Regions from separate parts of the Mus musculus genome. Here regions 1, 2, 4, 5 and 6 are each linked to region 3. A link is a contact called in public Hi-C, Micro-C and promoter capture Hi-C data. All regions are on one chromosome and are shown on one strand. The core of a region is the stretch at or near the end of the contact, and the rest is flanking DNA. Distances in the headings are between cores, read along the strand shown. Region 1 holds the start of Ifngr2 (interferon gamma receptor 2). Region 2 holds the start of Eva1c (eva-1 homolog C (C. elegans)). Region 3 holds the start of Olig2 (oligodendrocyte transcription factor 2). Region 4 has its middle 19 kb from the start of Ifngr2. Region 5 holds the start of Tmem50b (transmembrane protein 50B). Region 6 holds the start of Urb1 (URB1 ribosome biogenesis 1 homolog (S. cerevisiae)).

What was found. Promoter capture Hi-C pulls out the DNA fragments that hold promoters and counts their contacts. A called contact is a pair of places that touch in the nucleus more often than the background predicts.
Region 1: a contact with region 3 is called in a promoter capture Hi-C map of embryonic stem cells. The contact joins the promoter of Ifngr2 here to the promoter of Olig2 in region 3. A contact is called at or near these places in 3 of 39 promoter capture datasets (cranial neural crest and embryonic stem cells), 4 of 484 Hi-C or Micro-C datasets (the MNK3 cell line, cerebellum and embryonic stem cells), 2 of 115 datasets of contacts at active chromatin or transcription factors (bone marrow-derived dendritic cells and embryonic stem cells) and 1 of 9 other capture datasets (embryonic stem cells).
Region 2: a contact with region 3 is called in a Hi-C map of embryonic stem cells, with 2.8 times the contacts expected there. The contact joins the promoter of Eva1c here to the promoter of Olig2 in region 3. A contact is called at or near these places in 4 of 39 promoter capture datasets (cranial neural crest and embryonic stem cells), 12 of 484 Hi-C or Micro-C datasets (all in embryonic stem cells), 3 of 115 datasets of contacts at active chromatin or transcription factors (all in embryonic stem cells) and 1 of 9 other capture datasets (embryonic stem cells).
Region 4: a Micro-C map of embryonic stem cells shows a contact between it and region 3, with 2.1 times the contacts expected there. The contact joins the enhancer-like site here to the promoter of Olig2 in region 3. A contact is called at or near these places in 2 of 39 promoter capture datasets (cranial neural crest and embryonic stem cells), 3 of 484 Hi-C or Micro-C datasets (the G1E-ER4 cell line, cerebellum and embryonic stem cells) and 1 of 9 other capture datasets (embryonic stem cells).
Region 5: a Hi-C map of embryonic stem cells shows a contact between it and region 3, with 2.5 times the contacts expected there. The contact joins the promoter of Tmem50b here to the promoter of Olig2 in region 3. A contact is called at or near these places in 5 of 484 Hi-C or Micro-C datasets (B cells and embryonic stem cells) and 1 of 115 datasets of contacts at active chromatin or transcription factors (large pre-B cells).
Region 6: a contact with region 3 is called in a promoter capture Hi-C map of stem cell-derived epiblast-like cells, with 2.2 times the contacts expected there. The contact joins the promoter of Urb1 here to the promoter of Olig2 in region 3. A contact is called at or near these places in 4 of 39 promoter capture datasets (cranial neural crest, embryonic stem cells and stem cell-derived epiblast-like cells), 8 of 484 Hi-C or Micro-C datasets (all in embryonic stem cells) and 1 of 115 datasets of contacts at active chromatin or transcription factors (embryonic stem cells).

Annotation. Positions count from the first base shown.
Region 1 is chr16:91,545,465-91,548,394 of GRCm38.p6, reverse strand. Ifngr2 (interferon gamma receptor 2) reads right to left here and starts at 1,336. Exons shown (of 7, transcript NM_008338.4): 1 at 1,163-1,336. The coding sequence starts at 1,232.
Region 2 is chr16:90,829,099-90,832,126 of GRCm38.p6, reverse strand. It overlaps Eva1c (eva-1 homolog C (C. elegans)), which reads right to left and starts at 1,268. Exons shown (of 8, transcript NM_001199210.2): 1 at 695-1,268. The coding sequence starts at 854.
Region 3 is chr16:91,223,748-91,226,927 of GRCm38.p6, reverse strand. It overlaps Olig2 (oligodendrocyte transcription factor 2), which reads right to left and starts at 1,378. Exons shown (of 2, transcript NM_016967.2): 1 at 1,275-1,378; 2 at 1-583. The coding sequence starts at 528.
Region 4 is chr16:91,564,433-91,567,440 of GRCm38.p6, reverse strand. No RefSeq gene overlaps it. Among named protein-coding and RNA genes, the nearest start is that of Ifngr2, 19 kb to the right of the region's middle. Within about 2 kb of position 1,705, at least 28 of the 459 cell types and tissues checked have an H3K27ac peak or open chromatin away from gene starts, as enhancers often do. A contact at or near this core is called in embryonic stem cells, where this site is marked.
Region 5 is chr16:91,596,131-91,599,009 of GRCm38.p6, reverse strand. Tmem50b (transmembrane protein 50B) reads left to right here and starts at 1,330. Exons shown (of 7, transcript NM_030018.3): 1 at 1,330-1,428.
Region 6 is chr16:90,809,074-90,811,856 of GRCm38.p6, reverse strand. It overlaps Urb1 (URB1 ribosome biogenesis 1 homolog (S. cerevisiae)), which reads left to right and starts at 1,444. Exons shown (of 39, transcript NM_029497.1): 1 at 1,444-1,658. The coding sequence starts at 1,517.

The DNA of each region.
Region 1 (2,930 bases), core at 87-2,586, 320 kb before region 3:
CTTTTGTGGAGCATAATAAAAAGTTAATCATTAGAAAAATGTCTGTTGTAAAGTTTCTAAATACGCCTATCAACTTCTGAACACATAGTTCACAGACATCTCAGACAATCGCAGGCTCTCCTCCAAAGGAGACCTGTGTGTGTGGGTGTGTCAGACACAGATTGCTCAAGGCAAAATGGGGAACATCAGAGCCAGGGTTTAAAGTCTTTGTCTGACTCCAGGAGAACAAGTTAACTGCGTAACCCACTCATCCTCCTGTGCTCCTCTGCCCTTAAGGAGAAAGGGAACTTAAGGGCCTTTGCAGGGATGCTGACAGAGGACCAACTAACTCCTCAACACCACTTCCAATGGGAGGGAACGTCCCAATTCGTAGGCTTATTTAACTAATGGCCAAACTATAAAAAAAACAAAATAAACAACAACAGCAAGACCCACTGAGTAAACCAAGCCGGCCCGGCCGGCCAGAAACTTCAGGACCCCTTTTTCTCATCCTGAGTTCTGTGTTTTCACAAGGGTGCACCCCACTACCACTGTGGACTCCAGATATCCAAGCTTTGATATGATCTCTGCACGGGAAAGAACCCAGCAAAATATAATCACGTAGGAAGAATGTTCTTGGTTAGTGATGTCTTTCTTTTGTTGGTTTTGATGACTGGCTCATAAATACAGTCAGGTTGGTGACAAAAGTGGGAAGTTGAACCCCGGTAAAGGGCTGTGTGGGCGGAGTAGGATAGAGCTGAGATTAAAAGTGTGCCTCAGCTGACCCTCTGTCCCCATACACTGGAGGGGACACAGGCATTTCTGCTCCCCATCTATAAGATCCCGAGGAACTGAGTACGAGGATTTTATAGGCTGCCCAGACAAATACTGGTCCTGCCCGTCAGCTGATCTCCCTGGCACCAAGGAGCCAAAGACGAACTGGGCTCTCCACCTCCAGGCCTGGAATTCCCCGTGGTCCACGCTACACTCACTGCAGCTCCCTCTTGCAGATTCCTCCTGGTCGGTGCCCCGTCCGATCGCGGTCACCCGCAGATCGGGAACGACTGCAGAACCCCACCCTGTGCCGGGTGCAAGCTCCCGGAGCCACCCACGCGCGGACGCGACACCCAGGAGAGCCCGAGGAGTCGGGGGTGGGGTGGGGGGTCTCCTGGGTCGCGCTTACCTGGCGAGGACGCCGCGGCACCGAGCCCACAGAGCAGCAGCGACGGCAGCCACAGTGGCAAAGGCCGCATGGCCCGGGCGGCCCGGGACCGCGGGGTGGACGCCGCTCAGACTCGCACCGCAGCGGCCATGGCGAGCCGAGCGCCCGCCTCTTCCCCAGCCTAGCCGCAGAGCCGCCTCGCCCCGCCTGCGTCCCGCCCCGCCCCCACCGCGCCCGGCCCCGCCCCCGCCCGGCCCGTGGGGACTTTCCCCGGTGTTCCCGGGAACCGCGGCCCCCGCAGCCCAGCACACAGCCCCGGTGACTCCGGCCACACCTCGCCGAGCCGACCTCCAATGTGTGGCCAGAGATCTCTAGTACCATCCTTCTGGAGAGACCCGTGGACACCCATCCCCACCCTACCCCACCCCACTTCGGACTCCCGCCACGTACGATTTAAGGACCCATTTATTTTGAATTCTGTTCTCTTTAATGACCGGAAAGATCGTGCTAAGCTTTGAATCCTTTTAAGCAAAGGGCTACTTAAGGGTATAGCAGAGAGGACCCTCTAGGCCGTGGTGTCACAGAGGAAGAAAAGCTAGAGGAACTGTACTGGTTGCTTAATAGTCTGTGGGTTTGGCCCTCTGTGGCTGTGAAGCTACGAGGAAGTGACCCCAGAGCAGGGCAGGGATAGGCTCCCAGCCTGAGCCTTCCCCAGTGGCCAGCCTGTTGGCAGAGACGTTCACACCTCGGCCACAAAAAAGGGGGCAACGAAAGGAATGGTTAGAGGGAGACAAGAGTCAAAGAAAGGGGTCATCGAACCGCAGCTATTGCTCCTAACCGCTGAGGCCTCAGTCTTAGGAAGCCACTTTAAACTGTAGTTGAAGCTGGCCTTGAACTTCACAGATCCTCACATCTCTACCTCTCAGGGGTTAGTCGTGGGCCCCCAAACCCTTCCCTTGTGCCTGTGGCTCCAGAAGTTGGCCTGTTATAAAAATACGTGATGAAATTATCTAGCAAAAATTTGAACTATGACTTGAGAATTTCAAGACCCAGAAATGTACTTACATGCCAAGGAGAAGAGGAGGGCTGTGGGGATCCTCTCAACAGGACGTGTTGAAAACCGCAGAGGAGAGAAAACCTAACCACACAGGCTGTGGATTATAAGTATACCCCTCTGAGTGCCCCGTGCCCTGCCCCCGGCATGTTTTATTTTTATGAGACAGGGTAAGGAAAAGGACTCAGCTAAAGCCACGAAGGACCTGTGATCACTAAGCTTTTCAGCCTGTGGTCTTGACCCCAAATGGTAAGCCTTTGGAAGTGCTACTACTGCCTCACCCCACTCCCTACCACACCCCTGTCTAGAATCTCCCTCCCTCAGCACAGTGCTAAGGGCATATTCCCTGGATCTGTACCCCATGCCTCAAGCATACAACCCCCCAAAGACAAGCGTTTCTCTCCTTTCCCCAAGGCAACTTTGTCAGGGCAAGGCCAGCTAGGTGCTGGCATCCACTCTCTTGCCCTTCCTGCCTAGAGGAACCCTGATGTCGTTGATAGCTGAGTCTTCTGTTGAGATCTGGCAGCTGGCAGCGGAAGATAACAGGAACTCCGGTCTGGCATTTCCTGTGTGTGTAGCACTCCTGGCTCTGTCTGTCCCTCTGAGCAACTGCTTTGATTGTGCTGTGTGCCGCCATTTCTGTGTTCTCTCTCTTACCTCCCCATTGCTTCTCCCCTTTGGAGGTAGGCTTATTGTGGACACAGCAAAAGACTAAACCTTAGGGTGTTTTATTTG
Region 2 (3,028 bases), core at 19-2,518, 390 kb after region 3:
TGTGTGTGTGTGTGTGTGTGTGTGTGTGTGTGTGTGTGTTGGGGGGGGGGTGCTGCCACCTTTTGTTGGAGAGTCATGCCTCTGAGTCCAGTCTCTGTTCTGTCAGCTTCTATCAGTCTCCGGGCATCTCCACCAGACCTCCAGTCTTCCCAGGCTCCCCCCCTCGAGGCTGGCTTGGACTTTCTGTCCAACGTGCCCTGGACAAGTCTCCTTACATGGGTACCCTGGAGTCTGGTTGGGACGCACCCTTATCGTGTGAGTGGCCAGCCAAGTGCAACCCTTCGTCCAGACCACGGCAATCTTCCAGAGTTGGGCGTGGTACCGGGCTCAGCTTAGGGGTCCGGGCTCAGCTTAGGGGTCCGGGCTCAGCTTAGGGGTCCGGGCTCAGCTTAGGGGTCCGGGCTCAGCTTAGGGGTCCTCTGGTGAACATGCAAAGGTCAGGGCTGCGTCGCCGATGCCCAGGAAACTAACAAAAGTCAAGAGAGCCTAGAGAAACTCGAAATAAGCCCGGCCTTAATAAGGGCTGACTTCCCTGCTACCACCACCTAGATGCCAAGGGCTCCCACGAGGCAAGATAACTAGTTAGGGAGAACACTTCAACTTTAATCCAACCAGGTAGTGCCCCATGCAGAGGCCACTCACCTGGGCAACAGCTAGGGGAACGCGGGCTCGAGGCAAGCAAGAGCGCTCTTACCAGAGAAATCGGTGAGCGCGGAGGTCTCTTTGGAGCACACTAGGACCGTGCAGTAGAACAGGCGCAGAAGCTGCCCCGGAGGCTCTACCTGCCTGCGGAGGCCCTGATTCTGCGCCGATTGGGGCGCGGGTGGTGGACGCGGGTGTCCTGGCAGGAGCATGATGCGCGGCGCGGCTGGGCGCGGGCGCTGGCGCTGGGATCGCAGGCAAGGAGGACCGCGTCACATGGCGGGGCGAGTCTGTAGCCACCAGCTCCCGGCCCCCTGCCGCCTCCTTGTCCAGGCTGCTGGAGCTTCTTAGGCGGTCGCCGCCGGGTCCGGGATCCCCAGCCAAGGGGAGGGGGCGGAGACCCGGGGCGGGGCGAGGATCCCAGGGAGGCCGAGGCGTAGTTTCTTCAGAAGAAATCTTCCTGGCTCCATGAACCTAGGGAGCCAGCCTAGGGAGTTTAGGGGGTGTCACCTCGTGCTCCGGAGCTTGGCCGAGGCCGATCGGGGGCGCCGAGCCCAAAGCGGAGAGCGTCTCCAGCAGCGACCCGATGCTGCGCAGCTTGAGCGCTTTCCACGCCGGTGTCTCTAGGCGGGGTGATGGTCAAGAGCTGCTGGCTCAGCTTGCGCTGGCTCGGCGCCAACCTCACCCAGGCCGGTGGAGCAGCGCGGCTGGTGCCCGTCCGTGACGCACTTTAGAACCAAGGCAGCAGCGTACAGCCCTGGCTAGAGGGGAGCGGAGATCGTGGGAAGGGGGGTGGGAGGTGAGGTCCCGGAGATAGAGACATTACCGTCTCTGCCACCTTCAGCGCTTGTTGTTCAGCCACCAAGCACGCAGTACGTCTGATCGCACTGAATGGGAGACTGGGTCCTCAACTTTCTGCCCACCATAGAAATCTGCCTAGGCTCTAGCAGTCCGGACCTGAGGGAGCTGGTAGTCTCAAACCAGTCACGAGGCTCCGAGCCAGGTTCCTTTTGCTCGGATGGAGCTTCCTGTGGGTGCTAGTTGACAGCAGCCCTCGGGGATCTGAAACTGGGCTGGAATAAACAGCGGCTGAGCGCTTATAATTGAGCTTTGTTTTAAAATGGGCCACGGCATCTATATGACCCTGTTGACTACGTGCGGTGTCTACGCATTTGGACACCCGTAGACCAATAGATCGGTGATGACACCAGGGACGATGAGCGGGAGTCCAGAGCTGCGGGGCCAGGTGCTAGGCACTCGAGAGACCCCAGACCTAAGAACAGCGCAGGCGTCCAGGCCCCGCGGCGCCGGTGGGAAGGAGGAGGGCCCGGCGGGCGGGCGGGCGCTCGGCACAAAGTGTTCCCCATCCACCGCCGGGAGGGCTTGCCAAGTTCACCCAGCGCGCCTGACGCGGAAACGTAGATAATGAGGCCCAAGGGCGGGTCTAGGCTTCCAGCCCCGCCCTGCTCTGGGAGCAGAGCTCAGAGTGCGGAGGCCAGGCCAGCAGAACAAGAGGACACTCTGCCTCCCTGTGGCACTGTCTCAGAGCTGGACCACTAGATTCTAGGAGGATGACAGCCACACATCCTTCGGGGGGCTAGGTCGCCCAAATTGAGATCCTGAGGGTGGGAAGAAAATGCTAAATACTGGTGTTTGTATGGAGAGACCCAGTTTGCATAGCCTTGGGCTGGAGAGATGGCTCAGCGGTTAATAGAACTTGCTGCTTTTCCAGAGGACACTAGTTCAGATTCCAGCACCCAGCGCTGGCAGCTTGCAACCACCCTGAATCTCTCTCAGGGGACCCACGAACTCGAACTCTACTCTGCCCCCCCCCCCACACACACACAATCTTTTTTAAAAACACAGCCTCAATAATCATGGGATATAAGTTTAATATGAACGTCTTATGTTGGGTAAACTAAGGCTGGAAGAGTAGGTAAGGTTGCTCAATTCACAAAGACCACTGGAGAAAGAGTGTGCAGACCTCGGGTCCCTCCTATTCGTCTATCTTATCCCCTCATCTAGATCTAGATTGGCTACCAGTGTGTGTCAGGTTCTTTGGCAGGGCATGAAGATGCGGGCCCAGTAAGGGAACCGTGCTCCCTGAGGGATGGGGGCAGGCAGCATTGTGCTGTTGGGGCTGTAGAAGCTTCCAGATGTCTCTGACACTGTGAGTGCATCTCCATGCGTCCATATTGTCAGGCTGTGACCAGGTGATGCAGGAGATGTGTGTGAAACAGCCTGAGACACACAGAAGGTATTCGGTCCACGGGAGTCATCACTATACCAGGGAAGACAAGACCTTGGACCAACCACACCAAGTGAATGAATCCTCACAAAAGACAAGGAGCTTAAAGAGCACAGGAGAGTGAGAGGCAGGCTGGGG
Region 3 (3,180 bases), core at 129-2,628:
GATCTCGCTCACCAGTCGCTTCATCTCCTCCAGCGAGTTGGTGAGCATGAGGATGTAGTTTCGCGCCAGCAGCAGCGTGGCGATCTTGGAGAGCTTGCGCACCGACGGCCCGTGCGCGTAAGGCATGACCTCCCGCAGGCCGTCCATGGCGATGTTGAGGTCGTGCATGCGCTTGCGTTCGCGGCTGTTGATCTTCAGGCGCAGCTGCTGCAGCTCGGGCTCAGTCATCTGCTTCTTGTCTTTCTTGGTGGAAGACGTGGCCGCCGAGGACGTGGACGAGGAGGTGCTGGAGGAAGATGACTTGAAGCCACCGCCGCCCAGTTTGTCCCCGGGATGCGCGCCTGACGCGCCCATGGCCCCTCGTAGCTCGGAGCTCAGCTCTGGCGGGCAGTCGCTCGGCGTGGACGAGGACACAGTCCCTCCTGTGAAGCCGCTGCTGCTTCCCCCCTTGCTCCGGGCGGGCAGAAAAAGATCATCGGGTTCTGGGGACGATGGGCGACTAGACACCAGGCTGGCGTCCGAGTCCATGGCCCCAGGGATGATCTAAGCTCTCGAATGATCCTTCTTTTTTCAACCTTCCGAACTTGAGGAGAGAACCAGACAGATACACAGACACAGACACACACATACACAGAGACAGACAGACAGACACACAGGGTGTGGAGAAAGAAGTGAGACAATCGCCGTCCCCGCCTGCACGGCAGCTCCAGGAACCCGCAAAGGTGGTTGGCATCTACGCCGCGGCAGTCTGGCCTTCTAGCAGCCCGGGGCATGCAAGTTATCCTAATCTCTCTCCTCCCCACTCATCCACCGGTTACTTTATTTCAGGGACTTCTGGGTGGCCCTCAATGAGGGACATTCTAGAGGTTTTATTTCTTCAGTCCGGCCTGGAATAAATGAGGACTTTTCTCTGGACCGGAGATCTGAATAGAGAAGTATTTTCTATCTGGTGCTCAGACGCATCTGCCTTTAACGCCATCTACACACGCAGCAAACGCCGGCAAGCGTGAACACACGCACTGGCAGCCCGCATTGGATTCACTTTCTAAGCGCTGGTTCTACGACCGCGCGGCTAGCTTGCGGACTCGCAACAGGAGTTATTGGAGCCTGGGATGCTGCGGTGAGTGTAGACACCCAGGCAGTCATTAGTACCTATTGGGGCGGGATCTCGGCCAGTAGGCCAGCACTGTAGGGTGCATCCTAAATCCTAGCCACTTTGGAGAAGTCGGTCTTCGGGGTTTAGGCTGGAGCAGTTAAGGGGCGGGGACACTTACTGTGAATTAGATTTGAGGTGCTCGCTGCGGAGGAGAACCTGGCTCTGGGCGCTGGTGTTGGCTCGGTCTGTAATAAGCATCCACACCTTTCGGGGTTCCGCTGGTTTTTATAGCTGGGTGGAGGCAGCAGCGACGGCGGTGGCGGTGGTCCGGGCGGGGGGCGGGAACAATGTGCTTTTCCTGGAGGGGCAGAGGCGCCAATGAGCTGGGCCGGCCCGAGGGGCTGCGAAGCTGATGTCACCCGGCTAATTCCGCTCAATGAAACCCGCCGGGCCCGGCACACGCCTCCTCTCAGCACACAGCCAATGGGCGCCCGCGGTAGAGAGATTCGCGAGGAGGGATGGGAGGAGGGACCTGGGCAGGGAGAGGAAAGGGCGAGCTGAAGAAGCGGGTGGGCTAGCGGGGCTGCTAAAGAAGTCTGGGGACCCTGGCAGAGAGGGAACGCCTGCAACTTTCAATATAAATATTGTCACTGTAGCGTCAGGCCAGGGTACGGAGTGAGACGGGGAATCTGCAAACTCGTCCGATGGCCAACCAGTTCTATGGCTGAGAATGAACACCGAGGTTGCTTGCCACACCTGGAGTTTTTGCTAGCCCTCCCGCCTCCTCCTGTTTCCCGCTGCCGACCTATCGAGTGATTTTCATCAAACTGTGACCATTTGTGGTTGCATAAGAAAACACTAGCGGCGCAGAAGGCCCCCACTCCCTTAGCTCCTTTCTACTTAGTGGCAGTTGCTGCAGCTTTGGGGACAGGCGGTAGCGCCCCCAGGTGGGGGCATGGCCTTGGAGAGCACGGGGCGGGCAAGGAAGCAGAGAAAGGTTCTTAGCACTCTGGGAAGAAATCGCAATTCATTATAAAGTTTAGATTGTGTAGAAGCTCCGGAGAGCTATTTTCAATACAGTCAAAGCGCCAACGCATCGATGGTTAACGACTTCCACCTCATTCATTTTCAGGGAAACCCAGCCACTGAACTTCCAACATCTTGGTGCCCAAGCCTTGGAGTAGAGGCAACATTATTTGCAAAGAATTATCGGAGGCTCTCCGCTGTGGATGGGAGTTGATACTTGAAACACACTCCTAGCTGCCTTGGGACGTCTTTTATAGGTAGCAGCCTCTCTCTCTCTCTCTCTCTCTCTCTCTCTCTCTCTCTCTCTCTCACACACACACACACACACACACACACACACACACACATACAAAGCTGAGAAACTGGATCTGGGTGAATTGCCTGGGGAAGTCTAGAGATAACTATACACTCACCCATTTTATGGAAGTGAAAACCTAGGAATTGATTTCAGCAAGCCTCCAGGAGAAAATACGGCCAGGCCCATACAGGTGACCCTGCCTACCGTGGATGGATGCGAGCAATTGGCAGTGCCCAAGCATGGGGGCAGTAGGTTGTATCCCCACCCCCAACTGTTTCTCACATCCGGACATTTCCAGCTCAAATGCGTTTTGTTTGTTTGTTGGGATATTTATTTTTTACAGATCTCGGGTGCTACCTCTCCTCCACCCCCCAAACATAAGCGCCAATTCCTTCTCACGGAGTTTTAACGGTCTTTTCTCGTTACTTCTCATTGCTTGGTATTTGAATTCGCATATGTAGTTTTAACAAGCAAGCAGACAAACAGTAATTGGTCTTCTTGTAGCAAAGTCAGAACAGGCATGAAAACTCAGGCGATTGCTCCTCATTTCGTGCTAAGTTCTCCCCCGCCCCCCCCCCTGGGGTCCACCCTCGAGTGTCAGTGGGCTGGCGCGTTTGCCCCTCATCTCGTGCCTTCTGAAGCATTGTTTTCCGACCCGCGTGTTTCCCAGCTGGCTCTGCAGCCATCCGTTAAATATGTATTTAAAACATGAAGAATTGAAGCGTGGTGATAATGTCGCCCAACGGTTATGAGGATGACC
Region 4 (3,008 bases), core at 456-2,955, 340 kb before region 3:
TATGCTGGGGTAGGGATGCTATGCTGGGGTAGGGATGCTATGCTGGGGTAGGGATGCTATGCTGGGGTAGGGATGCTATGCTGGGGTAGGGATGCTATGCTGGGGTAGGGATGCTATGCTGGGTAGGGATGCTATGCTGGGGTAGGGAATCCTGTACTGGCTGGTTTTGTGTGTCAACTTGACACAGCTGGAGTTATCACAGAGAAAGGAGCTTCAGTTGGGGAAGTGCCTCCATGAGATCCAGCTGTGGGGCATTTTCTCAATTAGTGATCAAGGGAGAGAGGTCCCCTTGTGGGTGGTGCCATCTCTGGGCTGGCAGTCTTGGGTTCTATAAGAAAACAGGCTGAGCAAGCCAGGCAAGGCAAGCCAGTAAAGAACATCCCTCCATGGCCTCTGCATCAGCTCCTGCTGCCTGACCTGCTTGAGTTCCAGTCCTGACTTCCTTTAGTGATGAACAGCAATTTGGAAATGTAAGCTGAATAAACCCTTTCCTCTCCAACTTGCTTCTGGGTCATGATGTTTGTGCAGGAATAGAAACCCTGACTAAGACAGATGCTATGTTGGGGTAGGGATGCTATGCTGGGGTAGACATTGTGGGAGCTTTGACTTTTGGAGCATCTGAAACTTGAAAGCCCTTTGATGTAGGTTTACTGCCCTCCCCCGGCCCCCAGCTCGGCAGTGGCTGTACAGTGGACATAAGCCGGTTCTCATGATGTTCCCATGCTCCTGGAGCTGTGGTTACCTCCAGCTGGGAACACTGAATGTACAGATGAATGCTTTATTTTGAGTAACTAAAGTCTTACAGTGAAGTAACAGCAATAAAATCCTACCTGACCTTGTTCTTGTGGGTGTGAAGCGAGCAGTTGACACTGTGTTGCAGACTGATCCCTGCAACACTAAGCCTGTGTCCCTGACAACCACAGGCACAGAAATTGTGTCTGCTTATTCAGGAAGAAAATCTGTTGCACTTGGAAGTAAGGTGACTTAAAGAGAGAGGTTCCTTACAGGTTAGTGCTTGGTCCAGCTTGGTCCTATCAGCTTGGGATGAGCAACCTTGCACTCTCCTAAACTGTGCGCACGCAGCCTTTCCTGACCCATAATGTGCTTTATGGTATGCACACAAGAATGCAGTGTGCCCTCTTATGATTTATGACCTTTGACCCTACATCATAAACCTTGATGATAAGAGTGGATCTCTTTGTGACTGTATAGTGACCCTGTCATTAACTACGCCAGCAAGCTTGGCACAGAGGGCCAGGTGTAAACCTCAGGCTCTGTGAGCCATATATTCTATAGCAACTCAAGTCCGCCTGGTGGTGCAAAGGTGGCCGCAGACCTCGAGTGAACAACGGAGCCAAACTGGGTGTAACTCCAAATTATTTTCATGTGGTTTGAAGTGTTATCTTTGTATTTTTTATTTTTATTTATTTGTGTAGTGTTTGTATGTTCGCCCTGCGTGCGCAGGTACCTACAGAGGTTAGAGGAGGGTGTCAGGTCCTCTAGAGCTGGAGTTACAGGTGGTTGGGAGCTACCCCGTGTGGGTGCTGGAAACCAAAACCCAGGTCCTCTGGACGGGCAGCAGGCCCTTGACCGCTGAGCCACATTCTCGGCCCTTATCTTTTGTTTGTCCCTCCAGCCCTTTAAAGATGTAAAAATGGTTGTGGACCCACAACTGGAGAACAGCAGGGAATGGGTGTGGTTAGTGGATAGAGACTGGTTACAGCTGCTCTATGCTAAGAGAGAGCCCAGCCTATCTCATAGGTGATGGGTTTCCGATTAGAAATTAAAGTTTCAAGTTAGCACAGGAGTCAATCCTACTGGCTAGTTGTTTATTTTACAAGGCAGACCGAAGCATTTTTTTTTTAATTAAAAATAGATGGTGAAGGACCTCTGTCCGCCTTGCTGTTCTGACTCCGTTTATCTCCTGTTTCTTTACATAGTTCTCAGCCCTCAGCCCCTCCCCCCCAATGTCGCATCTTCCTTGGAGACACATTTGAGGTTTCCATGGCCCTCCACCATGGTCCAGATGTATTAACCAAAATAATGAAACTAAAACAACTAGAAAAGAGATAACTCAAAAATAACTGCCAAGTTATGTCTAAAATAATTACTATGTTCTGCCAGGAATGAGTGTTTCAAGGTTACTCTGCTTGTCACCTTAGATGTACGGTCTTTGTGCTTTTTGCCTTTAAAAATTCTGTATCCTCCTGCACTTGGCACCAGAGGCACAGGTCCACCCAGGCCATAAATAAAACCGGACTTCAGACTTTTAATTGGCTAAACATTGTTCTCAATAATGACCTGAGTTGTTATGGTAATGCAATGGTAAAGAGGGCTGTAAAACTGCTTTTCTGTTTCCTCTGGGCGTGGTGACACATGCCCTGTGATGTTGAAGATATCTTGATCCACACAGCCAGTCTGTCCCATATAGATGGCTCCACACCAGCCAGAGCTACCTGGTAAGATTCTTGTCTCAAAAAACTAACTACAACAAATATGGCCATTTGAAGCAGTTTGAATTCTCAGTAGATGAAGGCATCCAGGTTAGCCCCTCACTCAGAGAATAAGCTTGGATAGCCCGCCCACACCCCACTTCTAGGAAGTGTTTGCTCTGAGCTTGGGCTCCATGCTCCCTGCTGGCATTCTTGTCACCTTTGGCCCATTTGGCTGCCCTTTGGGGCTCAACCACAGCCACCTCCTGCCTCAGGACAACAGACCAGTCTCACCCCCAAAACAGTTTGTGATGGCTACTCTTGGTTGTCAACTTGACTACAGTTGGAACTAATCCCCCTCCCCCAAGTGGAGGGGCTTTAGTGGGAGTGGGGGGTGGTGGGGGGTGCCTAATGGAACTCAAGGCAAGCACTCACTACTGAGTCCTAGGCCCAGCCCTGTCCTTTTAACCCTTAATGCCCCCAACCCCTCGCCAACCAAGATGTCGGATACACAATGTCTCTCATTAGAGAGGCTCCCTGCTTCTCCCTAAGGTCTCAGCACCCAACAGAGGATAC
Region 5 (2,879 bases), core at 81-2,580, 370 kb before region 3:
TTTGTTTTTGTTTTTGTTTTTTTCGAGACAGGGTTTCTCTGTATAGCCCTGGCTGTCCTGGAACTCACTTTGTAGACCAGGCTGGCCTGGAACTCAGAAATCCACCTGCCTCTGCCTCCCAAGTGCTGGGATTAAAGGCGTGCGCCACCACGCCCGGCTCGGTTTGGTCTTGAATTTGCTGTGTAATCCAGTCTGACTGGAAATAGAAATATGCTTGAGACCATGATCATACCCAAGCTGAGACATTTTGGAATGCAGGGATCACAGGCATGTATCACCACACCTGTTTATATGATGCTTGGGATACAAGCCAGAGCCTTATGTATTTAAGGCTAAATAATGTACCAACTGAACTACATTCCCTAGCTCTGGGACAGATACCTAAAGATGTTCCCTTCTGCTGCCCCTCTTGCTTGTTAGTGTGTGTGCATAATCCCATACTCCAAAAAGGAATTTATGCAGTGAATATTTATTGAATACCTAAATCCTAGATTATATACAAGAACTACAGGAGTAACAGGATCCAGGATGTCATTTGTGACAGTTACGTGACACAAAAATCTTTTTGCTTTACTCTATCTAGGTGAAGTGTGTTTTTACCTTCAATGTAGTAGTAACTTGGACTTTGCATCTTTCTTTAACTGCATTTATATTCTGTAGGAAATGTGGTTTTTGAAGTTATGCTGAAAAATCCAGAGGCAGTATCTCTAAAGGAGATAAGTAAAGATTTGCTCCCAAAACAAGCCAAAAATCTATTTGGATAGACGGAAAAAGGAATCAGGCTGAAATAGCTATGTAGCTTTGCTTTGCGGGTACCCTCAGAAAACCAGTACTGACTGGGATCCCTGGACCTGTAACTTCATCTTCTGAGGTCTTGGTTTTTGAACGTCTTGGAGTGCGTTCTCGACTCTCGGCAGCTGGTGAACAATGCTCAACTGCTGATATGCAAGAGGACCTTGCGTAATAGGCTTGGGTTCCCCGTACCGGTGCTCTCACCGATGCTGAGGCGCTTGAGTTTACACTACTACCGCAAACCGCAGCAGGAGAGGTCCGGACCTCAGCTCCAGGACGCAGGTAGAGCACCGCGCCAGCCCCGCCCTCAGGAATCAAGCCCCGCCCTCTATCTAATCGGTCGCACTATGATTGGTCTCCGCAGAGCGCACGGGTCCAGCCCCGTTCCGCCTCTGAGGTCCCGGTCCCGCCTCCAGGGGTTATGCCCCGCCCACGCAGGCCACTTGCTGCAATCCCATTGGTTCCTGCGGTGCGCACGGCGCCTCGCCCCCGCCCCACCGGCGCCCTGGCCTCCCGCCCGCCGCCGGCCCCCGGCTCCCGGACTGAGGTTGATCGGGCCGCTGCTTCCCGGACAGACGCGCGCCCTCGACGTCCCTGCTCCTGCCTGGGCTCGGTGTAGACTTCGCAGGTAGCCGGGTGAGTGCGGTTGGCAGGTCTCGGGTTTCTGTGATCTGCCGATCGAACGCAGGGCGCCGGCCCGGCGCGGCCTGAGGTTCTGTGGCGCCGCCCGTGTCGGTGCCAAGGAGCGCGCGGGCGACCGGCGGGGCCCGGCCTGCGCCCGCGTCCTCTCGGCGCCCCGTGGCCCTGACGCCGCCGTGACCCGCGCTCAGCCGAGGCAGGCCGCTCCGCCGCGCATCTCGTCCTGAGTCTGGGGAGGTCCCCAAGGCGATCGGTAGGGGATGGAGGTCCTGTGGGGCACCGCCGCAGCCGCCACCGAGGCCCCACGAGCGTCTGGGGACGAGCGACCCTCCCGTTTGCTCGGAGCCGTTGCCAGGAACTGTCCTTGTATCCTTGACTTTCCCCTCCATCCTGCAAGCGCTGGGGGGAGAGGGAGGAGAGGGAGGAGAGGGAGGAGAGGGAGGGAAGTCTTTGGGAATTCATCCTAAGTGGCGAGTGGCCTTTTCAGAGAAGTAGCAGAGCAGTGGTCGTTGTAGGCTAGGCCATTTTGGTCTTTAGCCAGTAAGTTGGTTTTCACCACTGGAAGGTACTTGAGCCTGAGAGGTGGGTAGATACGTGACCTTTCCGACCGTAGCAGCAGAGGGCTGGGCTCGCTCTTCCACCTTGCTGCTGCGATGGGAGGAGGGGCGTGGGAATTCAAACCTCTCGCTGGAGTAGATATGCTCACCCTCAACAACATCCACCCCCCTACCCCCCCGTGCATCCTTCGCGCTCCAACTCTTCACCCTATTTGTACCACAAATCCCATTTCTAGATAATTCCAGGGGCGCTTATTCCCAGGCTTCTCATCCTCCTTTCTCGTTTGTCTTTTCTACCTGTGTGCGGCTTCCAAAAACCAGAGCCAAGCAATTTAAACACTTAAACGAGCATAGTGTTCAAAGACTTCCTGATCCTAAAAATGAAACCCAGAGGTTAATTTGCATAGCGATGCTTCAAGAAAAGCAGGTTTAATCGGAACGGGGTGAGGATGTAGTTTTTTCCTCTTCAGGAGACACACCCTTTGATCCTCCCCATTCTTCCTCTATCAGCTAGACAGCAGCCTTCAACGCTATTGCGTTGTTTGGTTTTGGTTTTGGTTTTCTAAATTCACTACTGGGGTCAATTGATTAAAGAATCAATCTTGCTTAGTCCTTATGTGTCTTTTAATGTAATAAACATTGAAGAAGATTATCAAGTAAAGTTTTCAGACAATACAGAAACAGCAAATAAAAAGTGAAACCCTCCAGCACGCCTTAAATCCCAGCACTCAGGCAGGTGAGGCCAGTCTTGTCTACAGCTCCAGTTCCAGGACTGCCAGGACTATACAGAGAAACCCTGTCTTGAAAAAAAGGCTGGGGGAGTTCCTCAAAATTCTCTCCTTCACTCTCCACTCTTTATGTCCCAGTTCTACTCTTTTTTTTTTAATTATT
Region 6 (2,783 bases), core at 195-2,694, 420 kb after region 3:
ACTTCCACTAGTACAGAGAGATGATAATTTCCCCCAACATCACATAAGCTAAACTCAAGGCTTTAGACTGTTTCTTCCTTCTTCTTGCTGCCTTTTGTTTGGGTCCTGGTGAGTGTCAACATGGGCAATTGGTCACAAGTCGGTCTTCAGCCTCTTCTCTCAAAATTATTCATGGTTTTAGTCATCTTCATTTTTCTGACAGGCCCGGGACCTAGGGATTCCCACAGATGCAGTTGTTTCTGTAGGCTACAGGCTCAAAGTCAAAGGCAAGTGTTGTTGTTGTTGTTTGTTTGTTTGTTTTTCTCTTAGGGACTCTAAAATCATAGGAGTGACAGGGACCACATTCTTAGATGCTTAAAAGATACTTGCTTCCAAAAGTGTGCCTTATTAGACTAGAAGAATATGACAGAGAATTTCAGAAACCATCGATTTCCCAACTAACAGGCTAGTTTGGAATTTTAAATACATACCAAGATATTGATAAGATCTGTTTTTTTTAATTATGCAACTGACTGTTTTTACTTTCCCACATTTTTGCCAGAGCATTGAATGCAGCCTGTAAATCAACAGCTTACAACAAATAAAAACTGTATCGTACTCTCTGTCCCCTTAAAGCAGTTCTTTAAACATTACATTACTTGCCGTTCTCCAGCCCAGGACTGGGGAGAGCCGGCTTTGTTGTCTCCTTTTTAACGAGGGTGCTGAGATGCGGGCACTGTCCAAGGAGGTTTTCTTAAATGCTTGCTTTCTTTGATCGCCCCTGGCCTTCAGCACCACAGAAGGAGTGCATCAAGGTTTGGGGGAAGCAAGCGTGGATGGAGGTTACTTGAAATGACATCTAACCAGCCTAGGCCTTCTGGCTAGGGTTGTGACAAAAACTGGGGATTCAGGGTTACGGACACTCTGGACCACATTCCCAAGCTAGGGCTTTTCAGAGGTAAGTCCACCTGATGTCAAGCCCTCGGGAATTCACCCGGCTTACACTTACACGCAGGGGGCTTGAACTGAGGAAGTATCAATCTCATGAAGTTGTTCAAAGGATATCATTAAAATGCTCAGAGATTTTTAAATATCTGAGCTCTTTGTGCTGCTCTTTGTGGGTCTGGGAGTTCTTCCTGCTCAGGGAGTTGCGGGAGCAGGGGAAGCATTTTGATCCATCTGCCCCAGATTGTTGCAGCTAAGGGCGGGTATGTGATTTTTCTTTGCAGGCAGAGCACAGCCAGAGAACCCTTGGGGAAATCCCAGGCCCTACAGGCCCCACCCAAGCACCAAGCCACGCCCACACCACCCAGAGACACGCCCCAGAAGGCCCCGCCCCCAGGTGTTCTACCTTCTCCACGCCCCCTTCAGCAGGCCCCGCCCCTTCCGCCCTTTCTCACCCGAAGACCGGCTCTTTTACCGGCTTCCCCTCATAGGCTCCGCCTTTCCTTCCAGTCCCGCCCCTTCCTTGCCGCCGGTGCTTCCGGTCGCGTGGGTTTTCCGAGGGTGCCGTTTTGCTGGCCCGGTGGTTTGGGCCATGGGGGTCCCCAAGAGGAAGGCGTCAGAGGGTCCCAGCAGCGCGGCGTCCCCCGCTGGCACAGTCAAGCGAACGCGAGCGGAGGAGTTCACGGGCGTGCGGTTCAAGACCCTGCTGAAGGATGCGCAGGGCCCAGGACCGGGTGAGTGGGAGCGGACTCCTCAGCTTCGGGGCAGTAGCCGGCACAGCGGCGCCTCGGAGCCCGGCTCGGAGTTAGTCAAGAATAGTTCAGTGAGATAGCTTGCTTGGGCTGTCAGTAGCCGTTCCCATAGTAACCAACTGTCAACCCTGATAATGGCGGGATGTCACGTGTAACAAGTTCCATAAGGACCTACAACTAAATCGAGTGACTAGGATTGTCCGGACCGGTAACCGAGAGGGGCCAGATTCTGTAATTTAATTTCACTCGCTGCAGAGTGTGACACCACTTCACAACGACTTCTAATCGTGCAAGGAGTACATTGGTTGTGAGGAGAACCACAGTTGAACATGTTACCATGTTCAGACGTCAACGCGGTGGTAAAAACAAGACAGCGAAATATTTCTCTTAGGTTAACAAAACTACAAAGTTAATAAACTATCGCAGGGCTTGATGGTTCGTGCCTTTAATTCAGCACTTTAGAGGGAGGAAGAGGCAAGAGGATTTCTGTCAGTTGAAGGCCAGCCTTATCTTCTTAGAAAGTGCCAGACCAAGTACACCTTGACTTCCAACATTAGAAATATTTGAAGATTAAGGATAGAATTGGTGCCATCCTGACAGTGTCATGTTGGCAGAGCACTCCTGACTGCTGCTGCTGCTGCCAGTCCAAAGAAGAGTAAGCTGTCCGTCTCCCTGAACTGCCCTGGGCTAACTCAAGCCAGGGGACTCGGTAAACACTATATAGTGAGACCCTGACTCAAAAAGTATTCTCAGCTAATGTTTTTCTTACAATTTTTATTTTTAAACGTTTGGTGCCTCGCCTTGGTCGTTTGCTTAGAAGATGACACCTTTGCTAGCACAGAATTTAGCGCCCCACACACTTATTCGATATTTAATTGCAGTTGCTGTTTGTTAGGTAGAGATGTAATGGGCGAATAAAACCCTGGCACAGGTCTTGCCATTGCAAATCTGATAGTTTGGGAAAGCAGGTGACCAGCAAAGTCACATAGTCACGGGTCTTCCAGAAGGAGCCAGCTATCCATTGTGCCTAATGGGCCTGGGACCTTGATCTGTGAAATCAAAGAAGGCTTCCCCAAGGAAGCAGGTTTTTCATGAGTTGTAGAATTG